Regions from separate parts of the Mus musculus genome. Here region 2 is linked to region 1. Evidence: chromatin contacts called from public ChIA-PET data. All regions are on one chromosome and are shown on one strand. The core of a region is the stretch at or near the end of the contact, and the rest is flanking DNA. Distances in the headings are between cores, read along the strand shown.

Region 1 (5,944 bases), core at 2,876-5,375:
GCCTGGGAGAGTAGGGGGGATAGTTGGCTCCCAGAGCCCTGGTAGGAGTGGAGGCAGTGGTCCTGCTGCCACAGGGGTAAGGACTGGAGTCAGACCTCGGGTGGGGGTCGGGGGTAGCATGGCCACTCGGGACCCTCACGCATGGTCCTAGGACACTGACTGTGGTTTATCTCTGTTTTTATTTTAACCTAGAAGTGGAGGAGGCATGATAGATGACAGGGAATCGAGGAGTGGAGGTGCCAAGTGCTAGGCACATCATCAGCTGTCATGGCACAATCCCAGCAAGAGCATGTGACCTTTTTTCAGTCACCAAGTAATGGTGGGTGCCTGCTCTTCTAGACAGGTACCAGCCACCGCATCCTGGACACGATCCAATCAGTGTTTAATCTAAGCAAAAGTTAGCCCAAGGTGATTTTAATTACAACTTCACACAGTCTTGCTTATAGCCCAAGCTGGGGTCACACTTTCAGGAGTCCTCCTGCTTCAGTCCCAGGGCTGGTGACACAGCTGTGGGCACCAGTTCCAGCTCCCACCTTGACCACCTTGACTGACTTACTTAACTTGCCTTTGGTCTTTTTTTTTTTTTTTTTTTTAAGATTTATTTATTATTATATGTAAGTACACTGTAGCTGTCTTCAGACACTCCAGAAGAGGGCGCCAGATCTCATTACAGATGGTTGTGAGCCACCATGTGGTTGCTGGGAATTGAACTCAGGACCTCTGGAAGAGCAGTCAGTGCTCTTAACCGCTGAGCCATCTCTCCAGCCCCGCCTTTGGTCTTTTTGAGATGGGGTCTGGCTATGAAATCATGGCTAGCCTCAAACCAGAAGTCTTCCTGCCTTGGTCTTACACGGATGAGGAATACAGGTGTAGCCCTCCATCCGGCAAGAGACCCACCCTGCTCCATGTGCAGCACAGACGGTGAACATAACAGCACAGCACAGCACAGCACTGTGATTAAAAAAAAAGCATAAGATAAAGTCAGCCCTGGGCACAGTGGCACATACCTAAAGTCCTAGCATTCAAAAGGCTGAGGCAAAGAAAATCCCAGGCTTGAGACCAGCTTCGTCTACGTAACAGGAGCCGATCACACACACACACTTCAGACACATCCTGAGAGCTTTTCTCAAAACAAGCTGCTCTGTGACAGCCAAACTGTGATTCACATCACAGGGTGGGGAGAAAATGTCTGCAGTTAGAGTCTGTGTTTGCATATCAGCTCACAGAGAGCTAGTAAGAGCAAGGAATCCTTCCTTAGGTTTCGGAGAGCCCAGAGACCTTCAGAGTAAGAGCAGCCAGACAGCAGAACCACGGCTCGGCCCCGCCCTCCTGCTCCCAGACATTCATTGCTTTCCTGTTGCTGTTTTCCCCAAAGGCTATGCCGATGCTGCCCACTGGAAGGTCTACATTGTAGCCAGAGGGGTCCAGCCTTTGGTCATCTGCGATGGAACCACTCTCTCGGATCTGTAGGAAACAACTGCTTGGAGACCTGAAACTCAGGCTGAAAAAGAGTGCGGAGCGGGGAATAAAAACACTGAAACACTTTGCATGGGTTGGTTGCTTAGTTACCTGCCCTGGATGTTTTGGCTGTCAGCTGTATGCTGGAGACAGTGGCTTGGGCCTAGCCATCTTGTCTGTCTGTAGCTTCCTCAGGAAAGATGGAAGCCTGGCTGCTGGCCAAGACTTCTCTCATTTCTCCTCCCCCAGGCTTTGGACTCCCAGGTATTGGAAATAGGCTGTGGCTCTTTGACTTGTGTGGACATGGCTCCTCTACTGTCTTCTTGGCCGTGGAGGGCAGCAGTGGGTCCTGATTCTGTTTGTCCACTCTTCCTTGCCGCATCACGCTGTACTTGGTGCGAAAGCCATAGCTGACTTTGATCACTACAGTTTGACAAGGAAAGTGAATTTGGAACCTGGGGGGCTTGGGGGGTGGGGAGGGACAGATTGGATAGCTGGAATTGCATGTTTAAAGGTGCCTGCACCTGTGTCGTGCTGCACACCTTTAGTCCCAGCACTTGGGAGGCAGGTGCATATCTTTTGAGTTCTAGGCTAAGCTGGTCTCCATAGTGAGTTCCTGGTCTCCAAGTGTTACATAATGAGACCCTGTCTCAACACTGTTCCACCACTCCCCCTGCGCCCCCCAGATCTAGGGATGTAGCTCAGTGGTAGAGTGCTTCCCAGACACGTTTGAGCCCAGAGTGCAGCCCTCAGCATCATGAAGAGGAGGACAGTGTACATCTTACATAATGTCCATGGCGCCTGGAGTTTCTGTAAGGGGTGCTGGAGACTGGGTTACAATTCAAGTCTTACTAAATCCTGGTTTCCTCCCACACTGCCATCAGATTGTTTTCTCAGAAGTTCGGCCTCCCCCAGCTGGCCAGCACCCTCTCTGCTAAGGCAGCAGAGCCTTTGTCAACTGCTGCTGCACCCCACCCCCTTCAGAAGGAATGAGTTAGAATAGCGGGCCTGAGGGAGACAGGGCACCTCCCTGAGTTTGATCTTTAGGCCTGACTTTCTACAGAGATGTCAGCAGCCTCAGAGCTGATGTAATGTGGTCGAGGGAGGAGCTGCAGAGCCAGAGAGCCGGAGCGTTTGCTGCAGGGTCTGCGGCTCACTTCAGGGCCCTCTGCCCTACCTTTTCTGTACCAGGGCAAGGTGAGATATTGGTTTAGTTGAGATGCAGGAGTATCCTAAATAATATTCTGTGCTTACTGCACCCCCAAGTGCTTTGGGGGTGTTCTTATCAAACAGTGCAAAAAAGGATGGTCTGCCCTCTTGTTCTTTTTTGGGGTCTTGCTGTGTAGCTCTGACTAGCCTCGAACTCATGTAGACCAGACTGGCCTCAAACTCACAGAGATCTGCCTGTGCCCCAAGTGCTGAAAATTAAAGGAGTATACCATTGCACCCAGCTTCCTCTACCTTCTTACTGGTCTTTTATTGATATGACTAGGTACTTGGTCGCTGGACGTCACTTACAAAGATGGACAAAAAGAATTGAGTGGCCTCTGGTTCCAAATTGCAGAAGTCAGATGTCTGCCCAGGTCTATAGGCCAAAGCAGCCAGTAGTGGTGGAAGTCATGACCCTCTGTGGGGTCCTCTCTGCCCTCGGAGGGGCCCTGTGCCTTCTTCCAGGCCCTCATTCCCTCCCATCTCACAACAGGGAGCATGAGTGGGGTCAACCAAAGAGGGTGCCAAAGAGAGGAGGCTGGGGTGGTTGTGGTTCGTGAAAGGCAGCCTTCACAAAGCTGAGTGGAAGGGCTCAGAGCCTCCTCTGGCTCAAGCAGGGACTGCACCTGGGGGAGCTTGTCCTTTGTGTGGCTGTTGGAGGGAAAACAAGCCTTTGTAGATAGGCTCCACTGCTAAGCAGTTAGGATTTCAGAGGTTGTAAGTCAAGAGGACCAAGCAGAGGCCAGCCCTGAGCTTCCAGAGTCCTTCCCCTGATGGTGCGGAGCAGGGTTCCACACAGGGCCTGGGGCTCCAGAGCCTGCTGAAATGTGATCTTTAGAGTTAACCACCGAGGGCTCTGAGGAGGCTCAGAGGTGAAGTGCAGGGCCACCGTCTCAGCCTGGGGGTTACCTTGTGTTCTTTCCCTGTTTGACTCGGAAAACTTGAAAACTAAGGAAACCTTGCCTGTATTGGCCTTAAGGACACATGGGAAGTCCCAAAACTCCCAGGCTGCTCTGCGGTGCAGCAGAGAAGCAGCAGAGACCAGTCCAGGCTTCTGTGTGTGCTTCAGCTGAGACGCCAGTGTGCGGGTTAAGGGAGAAGTTCTCAGGCTTTCCCACTCATAGCCACCACATAGAAGTCACCCACCTCAAGGAAGCCTGCAGGAAGGGCTGAGACCTGGAGACAGCAGCAGAGGGCCCTCTGCTTGCCTGCTGGTATGGAGGGGGGACGTGGCAAGGTGAGGAACTGGGAGACCAATCAGCTGTCTCACCTCAGGTGCCAGTGGGAATCAGCAGTGGGGCTCCAAAAGGATGGTATTGCCACAGGTTAATGTGTTTACTAGGCAGTGGCGTGGCCAGCTCTGTTTGAGTTGGGTTCATTCTCTGTGGGACTCTAGGCTCTAGATTGGCTCCCTGGGGAGGCAGGTGTTGTGAGCTAGCTTGAAGCATTTGTGCCCAAGTACCCAGAGCTCACACAGTCAACTCTGAATGGACACCACAGCCCTTGCAGCTTATGGAAGAGCCAGGGCTTGCCCTCGCCCCACTCTGGGTTTTATTAAGGAGAGGGAGTGACCTGTGACACTCACCAATTTGGTGCAATTCAGAGCAAATTTGGGTGTAGGCTTGTTTATTTGTTTGAGACAGGACCTCCTTGTGTAGCCCTGGCTGTCCTGGAACTTACTACACAGAACAAGCTAGCCTTAAGTCACAGAGATCTGTGTGTCTGCCTCCCAAGTCCTGGGATAGTATGGTTTGTCTTCTAAAAGAAAAGAATAACATCCCCAGTCCTTCTGGCTTCCTGTTTCCCTGGAGACGGAGATGCTGCCCTTCAACATAGCATAGTCCAGCGCAGAAGATTCACGAGGAAGGAAACTGAGGCTAGAACAGGAAACCACAACAGGTGGGCAGGCGAGCAGGCGGGCAGGCAGGCAGGGCGGTCCCATCCAGGAAGACTGTCATTCTTAGCCTGTGGGCGTGCCCCACTGGGGTGGGAGCCTGTGACCAGGAAAGTCAGCAAGGTAGGAGCCCCAAGGGTAAGACAAGCTGGAAGAAAGATCCTCGTCAGGATCTTTATATAAGTTCTCTCCCCATGACCTCCCCATTTAAGAACTTTTTTTTTTTGACCGCATGTAGCTGGAGCATAACTGCGTCCAGCCGTTTTCCCATCACTGCCTTTCCAGATGTGTATCCAGCTCCAGCTGTGGGTCCCCTTGGAGTTGCATCACTTGTTTTTCAGTTCTCAATCTTCTAGTCCCTTCTTCCAAAGCCCAGCAGAGGCCCCAGGGTCGGATCCATTGCTCAGAAAGCCAGTGTCACATTCCTTCCTTCCCCACAGGTGACCTCAGCCTTGTCCCTGTGGCTTGGATGTGTTCAGCCCATCGCTTCCACAGCAGCTGTTCAAGGGTCAGTATCTCCTGGCCCAGCCGAAGCTGGTAGTGTGTGGGGAGGGGAAGGAGAAGGAAGGGAAGGGGCTCACCCACCCACCACCCAGCTGGTGACTCAAGAGAAGTGCTTGCCCACTAAGAAGCTGTAGGTGCTTATGGAGACAGCCCTGTGGCAAATGAAAAACAGGACTCTGGGCAGGCAGCCAGCCTCACCTAGTCCCCAGATATCCAGCAGCTCCTCCCAGAAAGGAGAGCGGGGAGATGGACAGGTGCTCACTCTGTGCCCAAACCAGCTTGCCTGGGCACATTAGGACTACAAGTTCTGGGCTCTGGAGGGAAAAACCCTCCAGCCAGCTTGTCGGTGGTCCAGGCCCCTCCGCGTCTGGGTTCCTTGCCTTGCATAATTTCGGCATTAGTGCTAAATACATCTGTCATTTTTCCCCCTCTGGAGAATGGAATGTCCAGACTCCTGAAGCCGAGCTGGGGTCAGAGAATGGTTACATAAGCAAGCAGGGACCCTCCCGCCTCTCCCGGTGCCTGTCAGTCAGGCAGTGGTCACTCGTCCAAAAGCCAGAGCTGCCAGCACCCCGCAGAGAAGGGGACCCCACCCGCTGTGTGTTTTGAGTTTCGGGCAAATTGGGAAGTCAGAACATCTGCTTTGCACCAAGTTTTACCTCATTACACCACAGCCACTCTGGGGTGGGGTCCTCCCGGGCAGCCATCCTTACTCTCCACAGAGCCCCTCCCTCAAGCTGAGCTTGGTGCAGGACGCATCAACCATGGCATTTCCAGAGAAGCCTGTCTCACTCACGAGGCAGCTTCCCTTCCACGCCGTTCCCCAGGAAGGGGCTAACAGTGGCCTCTACCCATCCCTTCCTGTCTCCTACGGAAAGA
Region 2 (5,777 bases), core at 2,877-5,376, 44 kb after region 1:
AATTCGCTGGCCCAAAGCACCCATTTTTATGTGTTTTCCTCTCCGTTCTCCTGAGAATAAATCTGCTAATTTTAATCTTCAGGACAAAATGTTATTCCAACTTAAGTCTCAACATACTGACAAACAGTGGCTTGGGGGTCCCAGTCCCGGGCTTCAGACAGCTCTGCACTGCCACCTACCCCCAAATCCCTCTAAGCTTACTGTGAATACCTCCCAGACCCGTCCCTGCCAGTCGCAGGCTTAGCAAGCGTGGCCTTAAAGCCACCTGTACGGCTGTGCTCTAACCTCAATCACTCTGTAACGCTAGGACAAGATGGCCCTCGTTTCCGCTCAACCACTACAACCTTCGCTGTAAAGCAGCGCATTAGAACGGAGGAACTGTCAAGCCCACAGACAGACAGAGAGAGGGCTGGTCACCATAGCCATATGAGACCCCTGTGGAGGAGCCAGGGTGCTAAGTTTGCCAACCAATGAGAAGCTCTGCTGCCAGCAGGGAGGTGAGGGGTACAGACCAGAGTGTAACGGGATGAGGACAACCTCCCTTGGGCCCTCAGGACAGACCTGAGCAGCAGCAAAGGACAGGCCCGCAGGTTAGGACGCCAGGCCGTGTCAGCAGTGCTGGGTCGGCTGCTGTGCTGTGCTGGCTGCTGCTTTCCCTTCCCTTTCTTTAGGAAGGTGTTTCATCAAAGTCCACATTACTCCAGTAGACCTGACTCTGAGATACACTGAAGGTGGCTGATTTTAAATGTCTTAATTCTTTTTTTTTTTTTTTTTTTTGGTTTTCTGAGACAAGGTTTCTCTGTGTGTAGCCCTGGCTGTCCTGGAACTCACTCTGTAGACCAGGCTGGCCTCCAATGTAATTCTTATTTATTGTGTCTGATGTGAGGTCGGAGGTCAACTCTGGAGTCCGGTTTCCTCTGGCCACCTTTGCTGTAAGTTCCAGGGATGGGACTCACATACTTTGGCTAGAGCAACAAGTGGCCAGTGTGCTGCTAACCCATCTCACAGCTCCTGACTGTAAATTTTTTTTTTTTTTTTTAAAGATTTATTTATTTATTATATGTAAGTACACTGTAGCTGTCTTCAGACACTCCAGAAGAGGGAGTCAGATCTTGTTACGGATGGTTGTGAGCCACCATGTGGTTGCTGGGATTTGAACTCTGGACCTTCGGAAGAGCAGTCGGGTGCTCTAACCCACTGAGCCATCTCACCAGCCCCTGACTGTAAATTTTTAAAACCCTTTATTGTGAGGTCTTTTTGAAAAAAAATGACGCTCACAATGGCTTATCCAGAAAAGAGTTAGGTGACCCAGGCAAACAGCTTTCCCTTCCAGAGTTCTTCTTCTAGGTCAGAAGTGGCCTTCCGCGTCTTCAAGTGGAGGGTGGTCCTTTGTGCTGGAACTTCAAGCCCCAAGCTCTTGCTATGATGCTGCCCACCAGTCTTATCAGCACAACTCCAACCTGATCCTAAAACCCGAACCCTCAACCGCACATCCTCACGGCTCTCAAATCTGTTGAGTTTATCGTCTTATGTCTACTGGGTTATCAAAGGTACAATGTGAGCCGAGGTCACGGCCTACTTGATTTGTCCTCACGTCATGCTCACCTAGATCTGTTTCTAACTGTCCTAACCACAGCCAACACCGTGATCCCGTACCTAACACCAGCAGAGCCAGTTTGCCACCTTCAATACCTCTGCCTGCCTCCACCCCCGCCCACGAGTCTTGATCTGAGGCTCAACATCTAGCCTGCACACCTGTTCCCTGCAAAACACAATCTGTTATTATTGTTGCTTTTTTGTTCAGTGTTACCGATTACTAAGCTATAGCCATTAAGCTCCCTGAAGTTGTCACCCCCAACAGAGCTCTTAGGCTTACACCCCCCTGCCATCTAGTTCCCATCACCCTTTGGGCTCCCCTTCACTCTCTAGGTCCCTCTCCAAAGACCTTTCATTCTTTCAAACCCCCACACTAATGCCACCATGCTCCCAATGATAAGCCACTTCCCCTGTGTCCTCCCACACTACACCCAGAGCCCCCCCGACCCTCTCCGCCTGCCATCCTAAGGTCCAGCATTTGATTCTCACCCCATCAGCTCCTAGCACCTCCAACTGCTCAACTCAGATACCTGCAAAGCCCAGAGTCCCTCCTAAGCTGAGGCTTGCTGTGGCTGCAACACTATGTTGTAAATACACATTCACATGACAGTAGGTCAGTGCTGGTCTCCAAATCCCCCTTTCAGCCGTCTCCAAATCTCTGCACAATTTGATGCCCAATGGCCCTGACAGTATCTTCTCATTCCTTATATTTCTAGTTAAACTCCAAATTCTAGAATCCCCATTCCTCAGACCCCAGGGCTTCAGCAACTCCCATTCTTTGTTTGTTTTTCTCGAGACAGGGTTTCTCTGTGTAGCCCTGGCTGTCCTGGAACTCACTCTGTAGACCAGGCTGGCCTCGAACTCAGAAATCCGACTGCCTCTGCCTCCCAAATGCTAAGATTAAAGTCCTGCGCCACCACTGCCCAGCAGCGACTCCCATTCTTAAGGCCTTCTCATTCCAAATGTATTTCTAATTCTCTCAGTTCTATGACAAGGATAGTACAATAATCTTCACACTCACTTGCCTTAAATCAAACCTCAAATCTTAGCTGGGTCTCCAACTCAATCCTCACCACCCATCCCCCACTCCTTTGGAAAATGCTAGGCTTCATCTTTGATTATCAGTCTGAGCCTGAACCACGCCAATCAAAACTCTCCCCACCTCCATCACACACCCACCCAATTCTGCCAAATGCACAACACCTCCTTCCAACCAGATCCCTCCTCCCCCTTTACCCTTTCCTCATCCTCTATTGGAGTGAATTGCTGCCAACAAGCAAAAAAGCGTTTAGGTGCCCAAGCATCCTTGAATCCAGACATCCCTACCTTTGCTCCAGCTTTGACAACCCTTACCTATTGTGCCTATCCCCATTTTCTGCCCATTCCCAACCCACGCAGACACAATTACTTCAATTCCTTCCTTCCTCCACTAAATGCGTCATCCCATTCTCCCCTTCCCCCTAAAAGCCGCCTCCTGGCTCCCCTTTCCAGACACCGCTCCACTCCCCCCCTCCACCAATGCGGAGGCCCCTCCTCCCACCAAATCTGTCGTCGCCATCAAATCTACAGGCTCCTTCTCAAGTAAACCGATAGCTCTTCCCTGCTGCATTCTTTCCCTCTGAAATTTTTGGCCCTGCTGCCCACTCCTTTGTCCCTCAAAGCTTTCATCCATCTCTATAAATCCAGAGCCCCGCTGTCCTCTGCCCCAAATGTACTCACCTTCTAAACACGTCGCTTTTGTACCCAGCCAGCCCTCATCTACCCATTCACCAAAACTTCTCGGCCCTCCCCCAATCCTGTGGCTTCTTTCCGCACCCCAAATCCATTACCCTTCGGAATTTCAAGCTCACTGCCTTCGACTACTTATCTCCCACATCTCATCGCCTTTCCCTGCACCCCCAAATCCCTTCCTACCCCACGTCTGTCACTCACGTCCCTTCGCTCCCTCCCAGCACCTCCAAATCGCTTCCTTTCCCACGTCAATCACTCAGATCCCTCAGCCCCCTCCCTGCACCCCCACACCGCACATCCCATCCACATCCTCCCGCCGCGCCCCCCGCCCCACCTGGATCAGCAGCTTCACGTAGAGCAGCGGGTGACTGAGAGCCGTCACGCCCGCGCCCAGCGCCACGAACAGCGCCTCGGTGGTCGGGGCGTTGTCCCCGGAGCCCGGGGCGCCCGGGCCGCCGTCCATCCTGCGCGCCGACGGCTGAGCCGCGGGCCGAGGATGGCGAGGGTGCGCGCGGTGCGCGGGTGGCGGGTCCCGAGCGCGGGCCTCGACTCCGGCCGGCGCGCCGCCCCGAGCTCCTGCACCAGCTCCGGCTCCCGCCATCCCCGCGGCGCCGCCGGGAGCCCAAGGCGCCACTTCCGGGTCCGAAGCCCCCATGGCGCCAGGCGTGGAGGTCACTCCCCGTCACGTGGTGCTGGCCACGCCCCGAACGTCAAGGGGAGGGTCCTGGCAGCACCACTCACGCCGCGGGGCGAGGGGGCATGGCGGGCGGGCGAGTGTTGTTCCTTGGTGCTCCCGGGCCCGCCTCCTCCGGCCCGGGGCGGGTTCTTTGCAGCTCTGTGCCCGCCCCTTTGCGGACCAGGCCAGTCACCGCAATCGTGCCTACGAGTCTCAGTCTGTGTGCCCTGCTTCTGCACTCCTTCAGCACGATCCCGGGACCTGTGTAGAAACCCCTCAATAGTTGAGTAACTCACAGCTGCTGAGGGCTGGGAGCACTCTTTGCCTGTGCACTTATGAAGGCCCGGTGCTGGCTGCGTTTAGTTACTAAATAACTAGGCCTGGGAGAGCTCTAGTCTAGTGCCTGGAGCATAGTGCTACGCATGCCTTGAGAGCAATTCTTAGGGCCACCTTCCAGGAAGGTGCTTACTCCAGCCGGTGATTTGTTTCCACCTCTGAACAAGCACAGCAGCTCTCAGCTGGTCTTGAACTGCCCAATAATAGAGTCTTCTGGTAATGGACCTCAGAGTCAGCAGGGACCCTTTGGTCCCTAGCAAGGGACCTTGTCCTCTTGCTAGTTTGCAAGGAAGGTCTTTGGAATGGTCAGATATTTGCACCCTCCCTGATTGCCCGTGGTGTAGGTTTTACCTCACGTTCCTGACACTTGCCCACGCAAATACTTTCCATCTGTGGGCTTTTCCTCCGTATTGTCCCCAGTGCCTTGTTTTTCCGATCTGTATTTGACTGTCCCCCATTGGACCGTGTTTTTGTATGGCCCATTCCGAATGTGGCTCCCTGTACCGTACTACCGTGTACTGTACTGTGTTGTATCATATTGTATTGTCTGGCATTAATATCTATCTTCTATCACCGCAAATATAGGAATGCATAGAAAGTATATCTTCAGGGAAACCATTCCTAAGGGAATGAATGAAGCAAACAAAGTAACAATCCAGTGCAGTGGCACACACCTGTAAAGTAAGCCCGATACTCAGGAGGCAGAGGCATCAGGATAGGAGTTCAAGGCCAGACTGAGCTGTGCACCATGCTACATCAATTTCCTTGGCTGCAATTGATAGCTGGCTGTTAGCAATCACAATTCTTTCATTCACATCTTAGTTACTAATATTATCTCAAGATACAGATCACACTGTGATTATAAGTGTGTGTGTGTGTGTGTGTGTGTGTGTGACAGAATGACTTCAAAGGGTTACAAAGGCCACAAATCTCAACAATTTGAAAGAGTCCTTACTGGAGGCAGAGGCAGAGAAAGCCACTTCTGAGGTTAGATATTAACCAGTCCATCTGGAGAACGGCTCAGGAAGGGCAGAGCTGCTGAGGGCTTGCAGGACTGGGTACAGGTGGGTGAGCAGATGGACAGACAGATGGATGGTAATTCAAACAGGCCACATCAAACACTGGGAACCCAGCTAAACTGAAGCCCCTGGGATTGCCAGGACTTCTCATTCCTCTGTCCCTTGACAATATACACTGAGTGGTCAAAAGATAGGCCTGACGTCCAGAGTTAGGTGTCTTCCTTTCTATGAGGTCCAGGTGAGAGAGTATTGTACCCTTCCCTAGTATGATGGTTTGTATATTCTTGGGCCAGGGAGTAGCACCATTTGGAGTTGTAGCTTTGTTGGAATAGGTGTGACCTGGTTGGAGTAGGTGTGTCACTGTGAGTGTGGGCTTAATACTCTCACCCTAGGTCAGTCTTCCACTAGAAGCCTTTGGA

What was found. ChIA-PET counts read pairs in DNA pulled down with a chosen protein or histone mark.
Region 2: a contact with region 1 is called in an RNA polymerase II ChIA-PET map of effector CD8 T cells, with 246 read pairs. The contact joins the promoter of Mtch1 here to the enhancer-like site in region 1. A contact is called at or near these places in 1 of 39 promoter capture datasets (macrophages), 4 of 15 datasets of contacts at CTCF or cohesin (CD8 T cells, the NIH/3T3 cell line, large pre-B cells and 1 more), 18 of 484 Hi-C or Micro-C datasets (the C2C12 cell line, the G1E-ER4 cell line, bone marrow-derived macrophages and 8 more), 17 of 115 datasets of contacts at active chromatin or transcription factors (the 230-238 cell line, CD8 T cells, the HPC-7 cell line and 11 more) and 3 of 9 other capture datasets (adipose tissue, liver and pancreatic islet).

Annotation. Positions count from the first base shown.
Region 1 is chr17:29,299,981-29,305,924 of GRCm38.p6, forward strand. It overlaps BC004004 (cDNA sequence BC004004), which reads left to right. Exons shown (of 9, transcript NM_030561.3): 9 at 1,376-2,907. The coding sequence ends at 1,470. Among named protein-coding and RNA genes, the nearest start is that of Pi16, 16 kb to the right of the region's middle. Within about 2 kb of position 4,126, at least 119 of the 459 cell types and tissues checked have an H3K27ac peak or open chromatin away from gene starts, as enhancers often do. A contact at or near this core is called in the 230-238 cell line, CD8 T cells, the G1E-ER4 cell line and 10 more, where this site is marked.
Region 2 is chr17:29,343,806-29,349,582 of GRCm38.p6, forward strand. It overlaps Mtch1 (mitochondrial carrier 1), which reads right to left and starts at 4,127. Exons shown (of 12, transcript NM_019880.4): 1 at 3,662-4,127. The coding sequence starts at 3,982.